Linked DNA regions of Hordeum vulgare: all the other regions are linked to region 3. A link is a contact called in public Hi-C data. All regions are on one chromosome and are shown on one strand. Each heading gives the region's core, a stretch centred on a gene start, on an enhancer-like site or on the middle of the called end of the contact. The rest is flanking DNA. Distances are from core to core; before and after follow the strand shown.

Region 1 (4,638 bases), core at 78-2,577, 190 kb before region 3:
GATGACTATTATTATTAACTCAATGGACCAAGGTAGAGTCCAACAAAGCAAGATCAGTCTCAAGATGCTCTGGATCAAGCTGATGGTGACAATTATATATCAACCTTTGTGTGCTTAGTGGGAGAAGAGGAAAAGATGGAGACCATTAGCACTAACAACATCCTGGAAGGATGTGGTGCTCACCATCTATGGATATTATTAGAAGGCATCTTGCGATTAGGGTGCCTTGTATAATCATAAAATCGCAACCAAAAAGACATGGATGGTATCAAAGACAGGTTTTGGTCAACTAATAGATACCGAACTCTGCACCTAAAGTGTGGTTCTTTTTGCTAAATAAATGGGAAGCACCACGTAGTGTATTATAATGATCCCTACATTCAAATTGTTAAGTCAAGTGGAATAGAATGATCCGGTCTGGGTCACTTCATGGCTGAGGAAACTCGAAACAATCCGGACTACATATAGTATAATAGCACACATATTATGCTCAGGATAAGTTTCTCATGGAGGATACAGATGCCAGGAGGAGATTATGAGGTATTGCACAAAAATATCTGCACGGAGATACTTCGAGTTTGCAAGCTTTCATAATCATTATCACGAATTCACGATCAATGTAAAGGAGGTATCCACTTGGTCAGTAGAAGTCTACAATGTAGGATATAATTGGGTTAACACTTTCTATTAAGAAACATTAAAGATTAATATATTAAAAAAAGGTCATGAAAAGTGGTTTGAACTAACATATATATATGGATAAGGATGCAGAAGTGCTAGTTGCATTGCTAGTGCAAGATATCTCGTGAAAATGTGGTTTGAACTAACATATATATATGGATATCAACAAGCAAAATAATCAGTAGAGGGAAGTCCCTTTCGTCCTAAAATTTCCCTGATAGCTAAGCTCGAGCACTTCCTTTTGGATATAATTTCCCTGACTGAATCGAAGTACAGACCCGATAGTGCATTTTCAGAAAGTTTGGAAGAAGGCAAAACAATTCTAGTCGATCGTATAAATCATAATTTTCCTAGCCCTGTTAGAAAATATCTAGTTACTACAGAAAATAAGATCATGTCACCGGAATATATCTTTGCAGGGTTAAGACCGTAAGAGTGTGCATTAATATTCGTCTAACCCATCCACTAACCCACTAGCCAACTTTACGACATAGATACGGCTACTTTACAATCAAATAGACAGTCACAGGCAGTACTTAAGACAGGCACCTTTTCAAGCAAACGGTGTCACAGGCCTTCTGCAGTATTTGCTTGGTCCAAACTTTCGACATTTAGATCCCTAATAAGCCCAATAGCAAAGGGTTTTTCATGTGGACATGTCACAGCTGATCCTGAGGCTCATGTCCCAGCCACAATCGTTTTCTGAAAGGGACAGCGGGTGGGATGCCAGAAACTTTTGCCCAAAGTTCTAAAAAAAAAACAGTTGCCCGAAGGGAAGGGCGGGCGAGATGCATTCAAAGCGAGCTTGCTTTGACCCTAATAAGTTCATATGGTCCTCTTTGACTACGCAGACCCTGAACTAACAAAGTGGTAAAATCACAGATGCCTGAAACTGAAGCTACGAGCAACCACAGTCGCCTGATGCCCAAAGCACTATGCAAGGGGTGAGAAAGCATGAACTTGCCGCCTACGGGGTGTGGAGTAAATGGCCGCGTGCAAGGTGCAACTACCATGGAAGGTGGAACAACCTAGTTCAATTCTGCCTGGAGCTGGATGCCTCATGTGCATTGGTCCAAGATCGCTTTTGACTGCGGCCGGTCGAAACCAAACCGGTGCAAGAACAAAGACAGTAAAGGTGCCGCACGCCGGACCTGAATTATTTCCCTTTCTCTCGCTCGTCCCTCGCGGCCCAGGCTTGGAGTACAGCATGCCGTGTTGAGAATAGGGTCGCGCGCAAGGAGACAGAACGGCCTGCAAGGCAGGTGCTCTGTGCGCAGGATCATGCAGGCTGCCGTTTCATTTGGGACGGTCAGGTAACTGCTCGCCAAGTTCTGAATCTTTTCTGATGCAGGGACATTAATTCAGAGTGGGGTGTGGAATTTCTGCGAAAGATTGTTTCGGGGGTTTAAATGCCGGTGAATTCATCTGTAAATAGACGTGGAGAGGTCGAGAATTCGAAGTGAGATCCTCAAAGAGGAAAATCGAAGTCAGGAGTGAGGACTGAGGAAGGCACTGGTGATCGGATTGATCAGATAAGAATGGGAATAGTTCGATGATCGTGACACATACTAGGATTATTAACTGAGGGGCAAGTTCGGTCGTACCAAAGCCGTCGCCGTGGACCGCCTCACATGACGCCGCCGATGATGTACCGATCTCTGGTAGAGGCCCCCTGACTGGGCAAGCCCAGTTCTTTTTTTAACTTTTTTTTCTGTTTCTTTTTTCCCTTTTCTGCTTATTTTCTTTCTTTTTTTATTTTTTGTTCCTTTTTTTTCCTTTTTTCCCTTTTTTGCATTTTTTATGAAAATTAACAAATGTTGAATTTTCCATCATTTTTTAAAACATAAATATTTTCAAAATGGAGAACAAATAGGAAAACTCAAACAAATGTTTAAAGCACGAATATTTTTTGAATCTTGAGAATAAATTTTAAAACCCAGAATAATTTTGGAAAATTGTGAAAAAATTCGGAAGCACGAAAAATATTTAAAGCACAAACATTTTTTCCAATCTTGAGAACAGAAATTTTAAACTGAGAACAATTTTGATAAACACCGAACAAATTTAAAAGCGCGAACAATTTTTAAAAGTATGGATATTTTTTGAATCTTGAGAACAATTATAAAAAATCCTGAATGAATTTGGAAGCGCGATCAATTTTTTAAATCACGAACATTTTTTGAATCTTGAGAACAGAATTTTGAAAATCCCTGAATAGATTTGAAGGCGCGAATAATTTTTTAAAGCGCAATCATTTTTAAATCTTGAGAACAAATTTTGAAATCGATTTTTTTTTAAAATACTGAACAAATTTGTAAGCGCGAACAATTTTTAAATACGGACATTTTCTGAATCTTGAGAAAAGAAAATGAAACGGGGAACAATTTTGAAAAATGTTGCACAGATTTGTAAGCGCGGACAATTTTGAACATTTTTTTAAAATGACAACAAATTTGAAGGCGACAACAAATTTCTAAAGCTCGAACAGGTTTTAATCTTGAGAACAAATTTTGAAACCGAGAACAATTTTGCAAAATCCTGAACAAATTTGGAAACGAGAACAGTTTTTTAAAACACAAGTATTTTTTGAATCTTGACAACAAAATTTTGAAATGAAGAACAATTTCTAAAAAGCTGGAAAAAATTTGGAAGCACGAATAATTTTGAACATTTTTAAAGCAGAGAAAAAAATTGAAAGCGTGAACAAAATTTTAAAGCACCAACATTTTTTGAAACTTGAGAACAAATTTTGAAACAAAGAACAATTTTGAACAATCGTGAACAAATTTGGAAGCATGAACGTTTTTTGAATCTTGAGAAGAAACTTTTGAAATGGAGAACAATTTTGAAAAACCCGAATAAATATGAAAGCGCGAACAAATTTTAAAAGCACGAAGATTTTTTGAATCTTGAGAACAAATTTTGAAACCAAGAACAATTTTGAAAAAAAAATGAAAAATCCTAAACAAACTTGCGAGCGCAAACAATTTTTAAAGCACGGACATTTTTTGAATCTTGAAAACAAAATTTTGAATTGGAGAATCATTTTTTGAAAAATGCCGAAAACATTTGGAAGCGCGATTTTTTTAAAGAACAAACTTTTTTGAATCTTCAGAACAAATTTTAAAACCGAGAACAATTTTAAAAAATCCTGAAAAAATTTGGAAGCACGAACAATTTTTGAAAGCACATAAAAAATTTAGCTAGAGAAAATAATTGAAACGAAGAACTATTTTGAAAAACCATGAATAAATTTGAAATCGTAAACATTTTTTGAATCTTGAGAACAAATTTAGAAACCAACAACAATTTTGAAAAATGCTAAACAGAACTTGGAAGCGTGATTTTTTTTTAAAATCCCGATCTTTTTTAAATTATGAATGTGTTTGAAAAACAGCAACTATTTGAAATTTACAACCTTTTCTAAAAAAAAGAAAAACATTTCTTATATTTGAAGATATTTTTTGAAAATACAGAACATTTTTTTGAAGCAGAAACACAAAAGAAAAAAGAAACAGAAAAGAATAAAGGAAAAGAAAATGAAAAAAATGAAAAACCGGTTCAGGGAACCTTCTAGAAGTTTCTAAAAACAGAAAAAATGGCTAGGAACATCTAGAAGGTTCCCAAAACTAGGATCAGTGAAAGGCTCTAATGGGGGAGCCTATTAAATTCCCTTGCCTCACTCCCTTGTGTGTTTGCCCGACAACTCGCTGCAGCGAGTGGCAAATAGGAGATTCCCCCCGCGTCGCAGCCGTGCCCTGGTTTGCGGCTGATAGCTGGGCCCAAATAATGAACTACAAGCACACACGATGCCTGCTCTCGACGTGGGCTGCACTAGTCCTCTCCTTACTTTTGTGAAAGAGGAATGTATCATTTTCCCCGAAAAATCCTCTCTATGGACGAATTCCCCTTCAACTCTAACGCCGGATCAATCAGCCCCTTAAATCTTTAAATCCT
Region 2 (4,577 bases), core at 1,163-3,662, 170 kb after region 3:
CTCCAATGATAACATAAAACACATATCTATTAAATGCTAGGTCTTCCAAAACTCTAGTTGTGGGAATTTGAAATAATATTGTGAAATCAACCTTCTCCTGGGAATAAACAGCCCGATTTCCACTGTTACTTCTGCTATGAAAAGAATGAGCATCCCTAGATTCATCATCAGTTAACGAAGAATGGCTCTGCAAATATCAACACGAATATATTCAATGTCGAATTTCAACCACAAAAAAAAATGAGCCCACGACACATGACAGTGTCAATTGTTATTATGCACCAAGAAACAGACAGCACAAATTTCCTCCCCCTAAAAAAAAGCACACCACAAATAGAACTATTACACACCATGTTGCATCACTGCAACAGAAACTAATTGCACTGTGCACCAGCTATATTGCAACTTTTCGTACAGAAACTAATATTTAAAAGATGATACATTTTTCACATCCATAAATAGCAAGGGCCTAATCAGTGATCAATAATTTCTAGCAACACAGAAAATACAAGATGAGAGGTACTCACTGAGCCGCTGTCTCGTAAATGTACAAAATCATTTTGACTTGTAGACCTTGTCAGAGTCTGATTCACTTTAGACTTATTAAGTGAATTCTGCAGACTATGGCCATTGCTAGATTTGGTATTTGTGCCCCTAGAACCAGACCGGCGAGAAAAATCCATATCATTCTGCAACCATAAATGGAAAAGAAAATTAGAAGCAGCATTAAACATACTAGATGCAATGAATTGCAGGAATACAGGTTAAGTTTTTTATGTTGTTCAAGCAGAATAAACCGGAAGGTGATAATGGGAACACAAAGTGCACGATCAAAAGGCAAAAACAAGGAATCGGATGATTACTGACTTTGACGAGAATTGAACAAAGCGCACTAGGAGTTAAAATTAAAAGGCACATTAGCAATAATAAAGCAGAGTGATAGCCTAGTTTTGAACACTATTCAGAACTCATAGATAACATTAGGGCATTCTTAATTTCATTCTACCAATGAAAAGGCAGAGCTCCTGGCAATAATTTGAAAAAATATATACTTAATTTCAAGCTATCAACGGCATTACGTTTACCTACTTGCGAAGGAACAGAGGATAAAAAAATGACTTCACAGTGATTCCAGTCACTTGTTTTGTTACAAGAAAAATTGACATTGTGTAGGACATTCTGCTGTTGAATTCCAAATAATAAACCGTCTTATTTCCATGGAAAGCATCCTATTGTCATGGGCATACAATTGGCAACGTATATCTGTTGTATAATATAATTCCCCACTTCCTCCAATCTAATATTAATTTTGGATTGTCCATAATAGATCTAAACAAGAACACAGGAAATACCAAAGGAAAAAGTGCAAAGGCATGTGAATGTCAATTGTAAAGCATGAACTAAGAAACAGTAAAACATAACCAATTGCTCATTTCTGGCTTATCATGACAAGCATCAGTGTTTATTCCTAGTGCATCTGATACGGGGTCTACTTACTCCATCTCATCTATTCAATCTGATCAACTAGACTAGGGTACGTAATTAACACTGTTATAAATTCAAACATCAAATAGACTCGGATAAAAAAAAACTAAAAAAGAGATGCTATTTTGGGTTAAGAAATACAGTACTAGATTCAAACGTGAAATGCTACTGGAACTTACATCCGATTCACACCACCGCTGCCGGTCCGTGGAGGCACGGCGGTCCACCGAGGCATACCGTTGCCGGCCAATCGAGGCGCGCCGATCCACCGAGGCATACCTCTGCCTCCTGGCGGCGACGGCCCCATTTTCAGCCGCGGAGGCCCCGGCCCGCCGCTCCGGCGGGGGCCGCGACACCGAGCGCTCGCGCTGCCTGGACGAGGCCGTCTCTCTGGCGTACCGCGCGGTGGAGCTCCGCCGGGCGCCGCGGCCCTTCTCGGCGGGCGCGGGGAACCTGAGCCGCCCGCGCGAGTCGTCGTCCCCGCGCTGCACCACCACCTCCTCGTCGTCGTCCTCGGACTCCACCCTGGCCCGGAAGAACTCGTCCGCCAGGTCGTCGAGGCTGATCTCCGGAAAGCCGCCCGACGGCCCCCCGCCCCGCACCTTGGTCACGAACCTCGAGGAGGGCGTCGGCGCGTCCTCCGGGGACGGCGACGGCGGCGGGAACCGGTTCAGGCTCCTCGACCGGCGGAGGCTGCCCCCGCCGCCCGCGCCGTCGGGCGTCCGGCCGCGCGCCGCGGCCCCGAACGCGTCCCTCCTCGCCGTCGCCGCCGCCATCGCCGCAGCGGCTAGGGTTTCGAGCTGCCGCCGCTAACCCCCACAGCTCCTGTGCTTGTCGCAGCAGGCAGCACAGCACTACCGGACCAGATAACGAACGGGAATGGCGAGGCGAACGGGCCTCGAGTGCGCCGAGCGAAATCGACACGAAAATCCCTTTCCCCCCCTCTGGAGTCTGGACTTTGGTAGCACCGCGCCCGTACAACAACGTGCGCCCCGGGCCCGCCTGTCATCGGGCGTTGGGCCCCGAGCGATGGCGTGCGCGTCGGGCGGTCGGGGGGAGGTTTCGAATTCGAAATTCGAAAACCGAAACCCGGCCGGGCTTTGAGGGGGGATTCAAACGATCATCCGTTTCGTCGGCACGTGAATGAATCGTAACTGCGCTGTGCCGCTGCAGGAAAGGAAATGATTGTCCAGCCGTGCAAGCATTTATTACGCCGGGGGGGAAACGTTGGCACGGGGGACGGGCTGTGGGTCGTTGGACGTTGCTGCCATGCCGACGCGTCGGCGTCGGTCGGTCGCCCGTGGCCTGCCCTCGTGTGCTCCGCCGAGCGCCAACCACCGCAGTTCGACGGAGCCACGCACGCACGCCGTCTGCGATGCAGAGCTCAGCTGCTACTGCTGTGCCGTGTCTGAGAATGAACTGGCTGCTCGTGGGGGCGAGCCGGGGGGGAAACTAGCGGGAAATTTTGAAGTTGCGGGGCACAGCTCGTAGCTCGACTTGCTCTACGTCGATCAGTGGGCCGCTCAGCTTTCCGAAGGCGGCTGCAGCGTGCAGTGGGGATAATAGTTGCGCCTCGGGCCCTCCTGCTCTTCTGTCCCCCTGCCTGCGCCTCGTGCTGATCTTTTTTGCTTTTGGAACGCACGAACCGCGACTCTTGGTACTCGAGGAGGGCAAAATTTCGTGTTTTTGATTTTTTTTTTATAGTGGATTCAGACTTTATCCTAATTTATAAAAAATTTGAAATCCCATCATTTTCTTACCGTCACAATCCATGACGGTAGGATATAACAGCCTATCGACAAGGTCCCTGACGATAGGGTTATACGTTCTACCATAAAATAAAAATCTAAGTTGCAAACGCAAGGTGTGCACGCACCTACCATCGAACGCCTTGGCGGTAGGGTTGCACACCCTACCACCCGTGTGGCGATAGGGATGTGTTGCCTGACGTGGTCAAGTTGCCTACCATCGAAGACTTTGGCGCCAGGCTGTTGTACCCTACTGCCATGACGCCTTGCGGTAAGAAAAGGGTTAGATTTGATTTTTTTCTACAAACTAGGGTCAAATCTAGATCAACTATCAAAAAGGATCAAAACACGAAATTTAGCCGCCTAGAACCAAACCATATCATATTTTTTTCTATGGTCTTGTACTAGTAAAAATGTTCGTGCGTTGCAAGGGAAGAGAAAAAATACCACACGCGTTTAATTTATAAAAAATAGTCTATAATCAGGGAATTTGTAGCTATAGTTTAAACAAAGATGGTCTTAGCCTACGAAGCGCAGTTCAAGATCACACATGTATTCTATTTCAATACATCTTGCATGCAGATTTAATTCATGCAAAGAAATGGGTAAGTGATCATGCATTTATTCATGCCATGGGTGAAATAGAGTATCGTTACGGGCTAGTAAAGAAAAACGACAAAAATAAACAATTAAATATTAGCACACTACGGAGACATGTATGCATCCAAGCCGGTTTTTAGTTTAAGCATCACCAACTTAGGATACCTCTTGAACAGTTTTTTCAGGTGTATATTTCTTAAATGCATGACGAGTTGTTAAAAAGATATGCATGATTTTCTAATCATAAAGATAGATTTTTTTGTTTAGAAAAGAATATTTTTGTATGGCCTCGTGTGGACGCAGGTAATTGTGCCCCTATTTTATCACTGTTTGCCATACATCTCATAGGTATTGGTCACTGTTTCATCACTATTTATATGTTATAAAATATGTATTTTATTTCATTTTTTGTCATGCATGTCTCCTTTTTAGTTTTTTTCATGCATGTCCTCTTTTTATTCTTCTTATATATAGGAGAATAGCGGAACATCTCATCTTTATCGGATCTCCTTTGCATATTATTTTTTATTTTTTTATAGCGGATATCTCATCTTTATTGGGTTCTTCATTTGTTTCTTGTCATGCATGTACTTATTTATTGGGTGTTTCTAGAAAATTTATCTTTAATTTCGTACCCAGTCCTGATTTTGCTGAGGTGTTCATTGCCAATACGAATCAGTACCGGTACAAAAAAGAGACAAATAATGCATTATTGATTAAGATTGCATCCTAGATAGTACTTTT
Region 3 (4,602 bases), core at 1,336-3,835:
TCGACAATATACTAGAAGGAGAGGGAGACAACAGCAACAGACAAAAGTGATTGATTGACAATACGAAAAGGAATATTGATAGGTCTATTTTGTGAAATGTCATGTGTGATGCCTTGGGGCTCGCAAAAGCATGGTTAGGAAGGCATCATTTTGCTCGTTGTTGATGTCATGTGCAAATGCTAAATAAGACAACTTGTGTTGTCGATTTTGTCTATAGAGGCAAAATAAAATATGTGTACATCGATCAGGAAGTAGTGTTCTCGTATATTTCTCTAGTTGTGTTAAATTGTTCATATGCTGAGATTCTTACAAGATTTCACGACTTTTGAACTATGAGAATGAAATATATATTTTACTTTCAAACACGTGTATAAGGAAAACATTTATTTAAAAAAGGTAATTCTCTGTTCACTGAGCTATAGATACACCCAACTTAATATATTTACGTGTATAACCAATCTTTACGTAAGAAAAAGTAAACTTCTATCTTCCAAGGCAGTGTTTTTAATCCCAAGCTCATATGTTCTCGTATGAATAATAAATGTTTAGAGAATAGATCTTAAGACCTTTGACAACGAACATGTCACATTCCAATTTTCATGAAGGACATATATTGTGATAAAGAACAGTGCTATTAGAAATACTTTTTTACTGTGTAAAATACTCATTTTGGGAGCATATCTTTTCTTAGATCACGACATATGTTATTTATCAATAAAAATTCGTACGTAGTTAGAATTCACGGACATGTTTGTTGTACTGCCACATGATTTTGAGGTATTCAGCATCTTAGCTAGAACCGTGAGAAAAAATGATAATCAAGGTGTACCATGTAAAGTTGCGGCTTAAAGTGTAATTAGTAGTTTGCGGCACCACAATGATTGAGTGCGGTGCTAGACTTATTATAAAATTCTATGAAATTACATTTACAATATTGCTTAAAAATCTATGAATTTTTACTTGCATACTTGGATGCCACTAACTTACACAAGGTAGGATCAAAGGCAAACAAGTCGCGATAATCATAAAGATTGAATCCAAAATCAAAATCATTCATTTTTGAGGGTTGACAAGCTAATCTCTCGCCGCCGGTGATAGAAGGGAATCAAAGAAAATACGGATAGACATGATATTCGTGATCAAGGGTGGATCCAGATTTTTTTCTATAAAATATAATCATGTGAATCAAACTACCAATATAGAAAAAAATCATAAGGATTCTAACCCTCTAAAAATCCTCTGAAGCTCCTTTGAAGCAAAGGAGCCCTAAATAGTTTTCTATGAGGATATGAGCTAATTCTCTAGAAATTTACAAATTTATGTGGGAGCCTGGTCCCCACTGAGCTGTATTTTGGTCCGTCCATGTTGACGTGATGTAGAAGGATACTGACTAGTCTATTTCAGAAATGCGACGTGTGATATGTTGGAATGCGTCCGCGTGTAGAAGTATGGTTAGCGAAACATCATACTGATGTGGTCTCAAGGTGTCGTCTAGAGACCCAAAAACGTATAAGTACAATGTGAAGGAAAACTTCTCAGTATTCGTGGTTGAATATGACTATGACACGGAGAGAGCTCATCACGATACACTTGACGCCTCTGGCCGTCTGGCATCAGCTCACATCTCGTGAGCGCGCACAACGTTGTGGCGTCGATCGCGCGGTGCATAACATGTCGAGTTGTAAGAACAAATACAATAAAGCTGGATTAGCTGACTATAAGAAATAAACTAATATATTTTTATTTAGTTAGAGGAAAGAGAAGAGGGGAGAGAAGGTAAGCGGGCTCTTAACTAAGTGTCAGCTCTAGCACGTGTTCCTAGGCCTTTCTGAATATGAAAGATGGACCATATAATAAAAAAATAGTATACTTTTACAATGAACTATTGTACATGTTGGCTATAAGATAGGCTATAGATGACATGACAATGGCTTATAGCCAGCAACTGACTATACTGTTGTACTTGCTCTAAGGCATTTGTCCACACACTTTCGCACAATGAATTAGGTTCTTGGTTTTAGACACATCCATCAATAAATCAATTGTACATTGGAAAATCAAAGTTCTACGCCCAGCAACCTCTTTATTCATATTTACTTTCTGTTATTTAAGGTAGACTTCAGCTCACTGAAAAGTGAGTTTTTCTTCCCTCAAAAGGGAGAAAAGGAACAGTGCACTTTTCCAACTCGACTGGGACTTAAAGAGAGAAATATGTACGGTGTCTCCATTATACACGCTAGCTAAGCGTGTCATTCCACGCGCTAAGCGTGTGATTCTACTCGTCAAGCGCTTACGGCGGGAAGCCAAACCGTAGGCCAGAAACCTCCCGTGAAAGAGGAGATATTTATTGCCATAAAAGGGAAAAGAAGAAGAATATTGTTTGCCGACGTGTGGTCCTTCTTCTCCTTTGTGGACTCGCGACGGCGACGGCGACAGCTAGTCGGCACTACGCAACGGGCGGGCGCAGAGATCCGAAGAAAGCTGCAGCCTGTGAGCCTTCCGCCGGGCTGCTGGCCACTCTGGTCCCGAAGTAATATATGGGACGACGACGACGTGAGCGTGGGCGCGGCTCCGTCACGCGACAGCGAGACAGGCTTGTCGACGTACGTGTGACCCCCTGAGCCCAACCCCGGGCCAAGCACCTCGATCGCCTCTCACGTCTTGCTCCTAGGGAACAGGTGGCTCCTGGTCGCGCTTCCATCGATCCAGTCTTGGTCGCACGTTCGGCCGTATATAAACCCTCGCTCCATCCATCCATGGAGGACCCCAGGAGCACCACAACACTGTACACCCTCTTCCTTCTCCGCTCGCGCGGCTCCTCCATTGCCAGAGCTTGGTCGAGTGGTCGGTCGGTCGGTCGATGGGCTTCCTAGAAGCCCTGTCGGGGCTGTGCCGAGCGTGGCCGGCTCCCCTGACCCGCGGCCACCTGCAGAAGGGGCGGCAGCTGGAGACGGTGGAGATGAAGGTCCGGATCGACTGCGAGGGCTGCGAGAGCAAGATCCGCAAGACGCTGGAGGGGATGGACGGCGTCACCGGCATCGACGTCGTCCCCAGGGAGAACAGGGTGACCGTCACCGGCTACGTCGACGCCGCCAAGGTGATGCGCCGCGTCGAGCGCAAGACCGGCAAGCGCGTCGAGCCGTGGCCCTACGTGCCCTACGACGTCGTCGCGCACCCCTACGCGCCCGGCGCCTACGACAAGAGGGCGCCCGCCGGCTACGTGCGCGACGTCATGGCCAACCCCGACGCCGCGCCGCTCGCGCGCGCCACGTCCACCGAGACTAGGTACACCGGGGCCTTCTCCGACGACAACCCCAACGCGGCGTGCGCCATCATGTAGCTCCGATCCTCACTAGGATCGAACTCTTCCCATTCCGTACGTTTGGCAACTCCTACTGTAGTAACTGCTATGTAGTAATATCTGGGTTACACTTTTTCCTCGGTGGAGCTGCATGGCTTCTCCGGGTTGGTTCACGCGGCAGGCTGGGCAAGCTGGCCGTCCTGTCGTCGTTCCCGTCGCAGATTCTTCAGCCTGCCCCGCCGTCGCGGTGTTGGGGCCGGTCAAGCTCTTCGACCACTGATGAGGTACGTAGCAATAAACTCTAGGAGGCAGACCTGGCTAGCTCTGGCCGTTGGTCTTCTTCCCATTCTGCTCGGCTGCAAGGTTGATCGATCTGGAATGATCTTGTACTTCGCCGGGCCCTTTCGCCGCCGGGAATGATCCTCGATCGACGTCCTGATGACTCGGTGTACTGTCCGGCGGCATTTCTCCAGTGTCAGGTGCAGTTGCTGCTGTGTCCATGTGTGCCACCTATTTTTAACCTCCAGGCTCTAAGAAAGCCCTGGAGGCCACCAAAGATCACGCCCAATGCCTGGAAATGAGAACTCATCTTGCCAGGCAAGGTCGGATCTTTGTGATTGAATAAATGATTTAGTTTCTTCCAGAATAGAGCAGACACATTGTAATTTCCTTTCTTTACAAGAACCATATGTAGCGATCTAGGAGTATGTAACAATTCTGCACAACCAATTTAGTGCGTATTTTTAAGGAACAATCTGTAACCAATTATTGGCTTGGTGTATGCTTGAATGATAACCAAAACAATCAATACTATTTTTATTTTCGTCATGGCCAAAATCTTGGCCTTTGCTTGGATGGTTACCAATATTTTGGCAAGCTCATGTATTCTAACCAACTTTACTTCAATTTTTCTTGCAACACTGGCCAAAACATGGGAAACCAAAACCTTAAATCGAATTGGTAGGGTTGGCTTGAGCTCAAAGCAAACCCACCATTAATGACCTTGGTTGTTTCAAATAACATATAAGCATTACCAATGGGATAAATAATTCTTGTTAGTACTAGTGTTTTCCTCAGATACAGTATTTTACTTGCATGGAGTATTTATTAGTTATTAAAAAGTATATTTTTCAAAAATGTAGTCTCTGGTTTAGGGACCGAACACCAGCCTCCATCCGATGAGATGAGATGAGTTGCATGAGGAGTGTGGGACGGATGAGCGGGACGGGAAGGATAAACAGAGTTAGAGATGGAGGGAGAGGAGTGGTGACCTCATGACAACCGGCGACATACTCGGGAAG

Evidence for each region. A called contact is a pair of places that touch in the nucleus more often than the background predicts.
Region 1: a contact with region 3 is called in a Hi-C map of leaf, with 5 times the contacts expected there. The contact joins the enhancer-like site here to the promoter of LOC123410627 in region 3. A contact is called at or near these places in 2 of 6 Hi-C or Micro-C datasets (leaf and seedling).
Region 2: a Hi-C map of seedling shows a contact between it and region 3, with 3 times the contacts expected there. The contact joins the promoter of LOC123410652 here to the promoter of LOC123410627 in region 3. A contact is called at or near these places in 2 of 6 Hi-C or Micro-C datasets (leaf and seedling).

The regions. Positions count from the first base shown.
Region 1 is chr7H:533,133,395-533,138,032 of MorexV3_pseudomolecules_assembly, reverse strand. No RefSeq gene overlaps it. Among protein-coding and RNA genes, the nearest start is that of LOC123410627, 190 kb to the right of the region's middle. Within about 2 kb of position 1,327, at least 1 of the 3 cell types and tissues checked has open chromatin away from gene starts, as enhancers often do. A contact at or near this core is called in leaf, where this site is marked.
Region 2 is chr7H:532,772,656-532,777,232 of MorexV3_pseudomolecules_assembly, reverse strand. LOC123410652 (serine/arginine repetitive matrix protein 2) reads right to left here and starts at 2,412. Exons shown (of 8, transcript XM_045103593.1): 1 at 1,665-2,412; 2 at 528-689; 3 at 92-187. The coding sequence starts at 2,261.
Region 3 is chr7H:532,946,897-532,951,498 of MorexV3_pseudomolecules_assembly, reverse strand. It overlaps LOC123410627 (heavy metal-associated isoprenylated plant protein 27-like), which reads left to right and starts at 2,585. Exons shown (of 1, transcript XM_045103568.1): 1 at 2,585-4,120. The coding sequence starts at 2,861. The coding sequence ends at 3,340.